Regions from separate parts of the Mus musculus genome. Here region 1 is linked to region 2. Evidence: chromatin contacts called from public Hi-C data. All regions are on one chromosome and are shown on one strand. Each heading gives the region's core, a stretch centred on a gene start, on an enhancer-like site or on the middle of the called end of the contact. The rest is flanking DNA. Distances are from core to core; before and after follow the strand shown.

What was found. Hi-C and Micro-C count contacts between places; a contact is called where the count stands out from the background.
Region 1: a Hi-C map of uterus shows a contact between it and region 2, with 3 times the contacts expected there. The contact joins two enhancer-like sites.

What each region holds. Positions count from the first base shown.
Region 1 is chr7:71,232,292-71,235,941 of GRCm38.p6, forward strand. It overlaps Gm36212 (a long non-coding RNA gene), which reads right to left. Exons shown (of 5, transcript XR_882211.2): 5 at 2,354-2,598. Among named protein-coding and RNA genes, the nearest start is that of 6030442E23Rik, 17 kb to the left of the region's middle. Within about 2 kb of position 2,345, at least 9 of the 459 cell types and tissues checked have an H3K27ac peak or open chromatin away from gene starts, as enhancers often do. A contact at or near this core is called in uterus, where this site is marked.
Region 2 is chr7:70,588,208-70,591,821 of GRCm38.p6, forward strand. No RefSeq gene overlaps it. Among named protein-coding and RNA genes, the nearest start is that of Gm35894, 2.6 kb to the left of the region's middle. Within about 2 kb of position 2,219, at least 11 of the 459 cell types and tissues checked have an H3K27ac peak or open chromatin away from gene starts, as enhancers often do. A contact at or near this core is called in uterus, where this site is marked.

The DNA of each region.
Region 1 (3,650 bases), core at 1,095-3,594, 640 kb after region 2:
CGTATGACTGAAGGGCAAGAATTCATTACTTCATTTTTTGATCTAGGGCTTTCCTTACAACTTGCTCTGACCAATAGGAAGTAGTAGAAATAATATGACTTAAGGGGTTTTATAAGTGCTGTGGCTATTTTTTTTAATGCCTGGGCAGCATTTTCTCTCTCAAATGAGAAATGAAGAGTGTGCATGGGTGAATTTCCCCAACCTAGGCAGCATGGTCAAGCTTAGCAATGGCCAACTAAATCCCAGATGACCAACAGAGGACTATAAAAACACAGTTCACTAAAGCTAATAAGGTCTAGAACAGTTGATTGTACGATGGAAGTTAACTGAAGAAATGATCACATTCATCTATTAATTTATTCATTCATCCATTCTCAAACACTGGACATTCATCTGCTAAGCCCAAGTGCATGGCAGAAGCCTGAACTGCACAGTTGAGACTTCCAAAGGACACAGGTCAACGGAGCAGTAAATAAATGGGCATGCAAAGTGTTGAAACCAAGGTGTGACCTGAGTATAATGGTGAATCCTCAGTGGGGGCGTCACACATGTGGAAAGGGGGTTCAAGTTAAATCGTGAACAGGGAATTAGGAAGGCAGTAGAGTCGAAGGAAAGATACACACAATAGCATTTCAGGAAGAGAAAGTACACAGCAGTTGTAAACACTGAGAAAGAACTTTGGAGTGCCTGGCTTAGAAAATGAAAGTCACATGCAGAAATCATGCCTTGAACTTTCTGGAAATCCGCATGGCACTTCCCATAGACAGTAAGGTCAAGTGTAGTTGAAAATGTCACAGCAGTTTTCTTGGTCCTCATCTAGAGAGAAAAGTAGATAGGGTGTTTGAGTAGAATCCCAGCTCTCCATCTAACCTCAGAGCTAGCTAGCTGCTTGAGACTGTGAGAAGGAGGCAGGATGCCTTTTGATTATTTGTGCTGTTTTTCTCTGCACTTCCTGCTTTGATCTTAGTGCACAGGGACCAAAACATTCTTAGAGAAACTACTTACTTCCTGGATATTTTTGGCATTCCTTGCATCAGGAAGTTAGTGGAAGTATTAGCGCCCTCCCCCCCCTTTTTTTTTCAAGAGATTTTCCTTTCAATCTTGGATGGGGGATGCAGACACTTCCTACCTAAACACCCAAGGCTTTCACCATTTGTACTGTGCATATTTTCACCGTTATACACAAAGACTTGTAGAGAAAAATGATCAGGAGGCACTTAAAGGGCCCACAGCCATGTTCTGTTAACTGCCAGGATTTAAGACTGCCAATTACATAAAGCTATCATTAATCAGCGATATCTGAGATGTGTATGTGTCCTGATAAGAAGGCTGTTCTGAGGTAGTAGCTGGCTTGCTGTTTCCTCCACTACAGAACTGGAAGGGTCTCCTCTGGGGACAAAGAAATGACTCATAAAACAGCCTACTTTTTTTAGATAAAAATAGAATTGAGCTTTTGATCTCTGGCTCAGGTGGTTAAAACTGGTCTCCCTCAATTCTTGACTTTGTATGGGCTCAAACGGTCTAGAACTTAACACACACTGTGGCCAAAAGTTAAGAAGAGAAAGAAACAAGATAATTCTGATGTTTTATTTTAAAAATAATAAAAACAACCTGGAAAGTAAAAATGGCTCCCAGGGTGCTAAACAGAAAGGACATTTGTTGCTTTTTTCCTATGGTATTGTGGTCTGGTTCCTGGTGGGAAAGGCAGTGGTCTTAGCATGTAGGCGCATGAAGGGACCAGGAGGGAAGTCGGAAGACGACACTACATCTTTAAACTGAATTGAATGTTCTGTGACTTTAAATAAAAGCTCTTCTGTTGTTGGGCAAATAAATTTAAACCACTTAACATGGCAGAGAAGGTCAGGCAAGCTTATTATAGCGATCATAGCGTTACAGCTATTGCCATTGACCGCTGCTCTCTGGAATCACCAATAATCAGAGACCGCAAGCTGTGTTTGCTGAGAAAGGTCATCATTCATTTTTTTCAAAGCATTAATATCTTTTGTTTGTTTGGCTCAACATGAAACAGGAATCGATAGAGGTAATTCACAGAGCAATTAGCCCCTCATCTGTCAAACGGCATCTGGGTGTATTTAACAAAAAGACCTTTGGAAAGGTTTAAAAAGAAGGAAAGTGCTTGTATGATCAACAATTTATATTTTCTACATGACATGTTGTGTATGTATCTGTGAAAAGGGGGGCCTTGGGAATAAGAAAATATACATAAAGTGTGCTATAAATCTACACTTCAATGTTATGATGTGGCTGTGTAGGGATAGACCCAAGCCAGCTCAGATTACATTCTCAGGCTGTTCCCATGAAGACAGTAAGGAGTAATAGAAATCTTTGTATCATGGACTCACAGAGCTGGGATGCTTGGATTTCTCAGGAAGGAAGCCCTCTAAGACAAACTGAAGGTGGACAGTGTAACAAATTGAAGAAGGTCAAGCCTGAAGAACAAAGGGTCCCATTTGGGGTCACGGGCCATGATTTCTGTGCAGGGCTGGGGTTCCTCTGAGGTGGGTCACGGTGATGTGTTACATCCTTGCCAGGCTTCGGGAGACTTCTCTGCAGTACCGACTGTCCCTTGTCATCGTTCTTAAAGGAAAGATGAAAAATGAAATTTAACTGCGAGTCCTTTGTGTTGGAAAGAATGAATCCTGATCATGGTCTATGTTTCTCTACAAAGTTTCAAATGCGTGAGCCACAGAATAGAGGTGATGCATTTCAGAGACACAGACTTCTGAACATTTTAACACACAGTCTTGTCCGCACATTCACATAAACGCTATTACTCTCAGCAGGACCAGATGTATTCTGTTTTTTCTTTTCAATTCCTGTTCCTTCTCCCCCCCACCCCACCCCACTTGACTTTTCTTCCACAGCCCTCCTTTCTTTTTCGCTTTGGTCTTCATCCAGACTAAAAGATCGTGGCCAAGAAAGAAATAGAAGATGCAAAAAGAAAGTAGTAAAAGCCGTACTTATTTTACGCTTTGATGAAGCACCCTTCGGGGCTTGAGTCTAGTTTTAGTTTTAGTATCTGAGCACTCTGACATCCCATCTATCCTTTAGGCTGTGTCTGCCTACTTAGCAATGCTTTTGTGCAGAAGTCACAGAATAAAGGTAAGTGGAAATGCAGGAGACTATGATAAACTTCGAACTACTATAATAGAGAGAGAGAAAAAAAAACGAAGACCACAGTAAAATATACAAACATGAAGCCATGGCAAGGTGTGCCTTTAATCCCAGCACTTGGGACAGGGCAAGCAGGATGAGCTCTGTGAGTCTGGGGATAGTTTATTATACATAGTGAATTCCAGGCCAACCATGGCTATATCCTGAGAAAAAAAAAATTAAGTAAATAAAATAAAGGGCAAAGAAAGTAAATAATCCTTCAGCATAATAATGACCTTGAGTGGAAGGATCCCGGAGGTTACCGTCACCTCACTCATGACCTTGATTCACTACATTCCTATAACAAACACACACATTTTCATCGGAAACCTTACAATATTGTTTATACCTATTGTGGTCACACAGTATTTTACACAGATCCCAGATAACCAGGGTTTGTGTATGGTTTGTAAAGGACTGCCAAACAAATGATCTATATGTTTCTATAGAAATGTCACAGAATCTGGGGTTCCAAT
Region 2 (3,614 bases), core at 969-3,468:
TTAAGAGTGCTTGCTGCCCTTCCACAGGACACATGTTTGCTTCTCTGCACCCAGGTGGTAGCTCACTGCAACTGTAACTCTAGTTCTAGAGACTTTAACTCCCTCTTTTGGCCTATGCAGGAACTGCATACCCATGATGCACATAGACATGTGTAGGGAAAACACTCATACAAATAAATAATTAAATAAAATATAACTTTGAAATAAAAAAAACAAGGAAAGATGTAAACATGGTATTCGTGTATGGAATTCTAAATAATAGTTTTTTAAAAGCTAAAACTTCAACCCTAGGGGTTATTAAATTAATATTAGGTTAGCAATCTTTCTTGGGGTTATTAAATTAATATTAGGTTAGCAATCTTTTTTGGGCCTTAAATAATTACTTACACGTTTTAGTATTCATGCATTCCCACAAAGGTTTTCTTACTATCCTTTCCTGTTTACAGTGAAAAGATCAGGTGGATTTATCTTTTACTGTTCTTAAGAAACCAGTGGTTTCAATCAACTTTTTTGTTTCCTCTTCCTTTTATGCTTTCTCTCAAAGGCCTCTAAATAACGTGGAGCCAAAGAGCTGGTGATGTGAACCTCCAGCATCTCAAGAACCACAAATACAATTTACTACCAAGGGTTTTAGAAAGAGGAAGAATCTTGCGAGTGGTGGCTCGTGTCTTTGATTACAGTGCTCAGGAGGCAGAGTCAGTAAGATCTCCAGTGAGTTCAAGGCTACCCTGGTCTCCATAGTGAGATCCTGCCTAGAAAGATGCTGTACAATTAATAAGTAAGCAAGTCAGTAAGTAAATGAGAGACAAATAGTAGGTCAACCTTTCTCTACTGAGGTTTGCTGGATGTAGAAGGAACTTTCGGAAACATTCAAGTGACTGTTTAGCAGGTTGCACTGTCACACTGACTGAAGGAAGCTCCTTGGGTATATATGACAAAAACTTTCTCCTAAAGTCAACAGGCCCAAGGAAATTAGCCCTTCATCTCCATCTTTCATGACAGGGCTGGGTGGACAAGGCTGTGGCTTCTCCACAATTTCAAAACAGACAAGTGAGTACTTTGGAACAATGGATGCAGACCAGGGAGGCGTACTGTACTGTGGCACAGTCCAGGAGTAGAAGGATCTATTTCTGAGTGTTTCCTGTTTAATCCCAGACACTAAACTTCTCTTTAGTGTTTCTGTCTTCTTTTCCTTCTCCTTCCTTGTCCTCCCCCTCCTCTTTCCCTTCTGCTTCCCCCTTCTGTTTTTCTTATTATTATTCCCCGTTCTTTCTTCTCTCCTTTTTCTTTCTTCTCTTTCTCATCTTCCACACCCCCTTTCATCTTTACTTTCAGAACTAGATCTGCGAATGATTTGAAGACCAGACAAGAGATGTACTGCATGCTTGCATGGCAGTAAGGATGTCATCTGCTGACGCTCTGGTCCATGGTGTCCTGCTACCTTATTGACTTCCTCACTCTGTGAGGTGTGGTGTCAATGTAGGACTCCTCTGTTTCCTACCTCATCTCCTTCACATTTTTTTTAAAACCACATCCAATGAGATTGGGGGAAATTACAAAAGATTTGTGCTTGTCCAAATTCAGGCAAGAAAATTAACAAGCCAGTATGACATCTCTATTACCAGTGGAAGCCAAATGTTTGAGCTCTGATACTCAGGCAAGGCCATAAATATCTTTTAAACGATTGTGGGAAGAAACTGTGGCTAGACAATGCATCTAAAACAAAAATAATTAAAATTCTTTCTTTGTGATACAATTCATGTAAAACCCGAGTTTATTTTGTTCCTAGAGAAAGCATGGGGAACTGAAAGCGTTGGTCAGACAGTGATGCGTGAGAGCACTGGACAAGCAACTTTCTTTAAAAGAGTTTCATGGACAGTATTCATCTCCATCAGAGAAAGCGCCCTTCTGTGTTTATGCTTCTGCTTCTCAGGCCCAGATGGGTATGAGGAAGTGGGACTCAGCTCTGGACCTGCTGTGCAAGGGAGATTCCTTTAAAAAACAACTGGATTTTTGCATTTGGCTCATAGGAAACCTAATTACACTCTACTCTCTGGTAAATTCTCTTCAGTCTTCCAAACATGGGGTGGGGTGGGGGGAACAGTGGCAGAAACTGAAAGACCAAGAAAGAGAAAAGAGTGTCCCTAAGACCTAATGAGTCCAAACTAAACACCTCTCCACAGAAATGTCAAACATTTCTCTTAGCACAAAACAAGGCTTAAAGAATTCACTGCTTTTGTCTCTGGCCTAATTCCTTAAGCAGAGAGGGGATTTTCCTCTGGGAGTGTTATTTCACAAAGAAAGAAACAGCAAATAAACAAAAGACTCTCAAAGAGAGAGAGAGTATAAATAAAATTCATGACTCCTTAAAGAGTTTACCCTGAAAGAATGTGGAGGGTTATTGCCACTAAAGCGGAGCCTCTAGGATAGTTAGTGTGTGCGGGGATGTATAGATATCAAAAGAGCCAGCCTTTATTTCATGTGCCTCAGAAGAACTGTGCACCTGCAAACTTTCAATGTGCAAAAGAATCACCAAAATTCATTGTCCTGACTTTTTTTGTTAATTGAAGTTTTCTTGGATCTGGATTTTAAGACATGCGTTCAGCATATAACGTTTTTATTATTATTAAAAGCTGCGGGTGATGTGTGTTATCATTTGGTTAAAACGAATGACCCTGAAAGAGGTCTTAGAAAAAGTTTCTCTCTCTCTCTCTCTCTCTCTCTCTCTCTCTCTCTCTCTCTCTCTTTCTCTCTCTCTCTCCTGTGTGTGTGTGTAATGGGGGGGGGGGTGTAATTTTCTGCATTAAACAGGCATTTAAAAAAATGATTGTTTTCTCTGGCCAAAAAAAAAGGGGGGGGGGTTGTTGAACAAAAGAAAAGTTATAATCTACCAGGAAAAGAAGTTTGAGTTAAAAGAAAAGGCGGCGCCTGTACAAGGCAAGAACTATCTAGTTCCCTGGTAAAAGTTATCCAATACAACATTGTAGTTCATAGAAATCAGGTTGGAGGAAGGGTCCCGTGTATCTGGAACAAAGGCATACATGCAGCAGGCAGGCAGAAATAAATTGTTATTAAGATAAAGGTGGAGGAAGCCACCTGATTATAAATTATAGACCAACTATTCACATTTTCAAGCGAGTGTGTGTTTATTAGACATTGGGCTCTACTTTGAGTGTGACTTAAAACAGCACTGATAATGTTAAAAGCCCCAGAACAGGGGGGATCTAGACAAGTGGAGTTTAAAGGCGAAGTTGGGGTAAAAAAACGTGGTCTTCCAGCAGGCTTAAACTCTGTGTCTGGGAGATGGGTGAGGATTTCAGCACTTGCAGAGTTTAGATTGAGACTTATCCTGACGGCCCCGTCTCAGTGAAATATCTGAAACATTTGGCCCCACGAGATTAAAAGAACAGCGCTTATATTTAGCATCTGCTGCGCCCAACTCCAACTTTGCTACTAATAAAATTCAGCTCTATGGAAAAGAATTTGAATTCCAGCTGGGCAGTTTTCAAAATAAGATGAAAAGTTAAGCAGGCAATTGGTGTGTATTTAAGGCTCAAAACACCTTTCCCCCTAAGAAGACTTGAAGGAGTTAATCCCTTCTCAAGATAATCCAC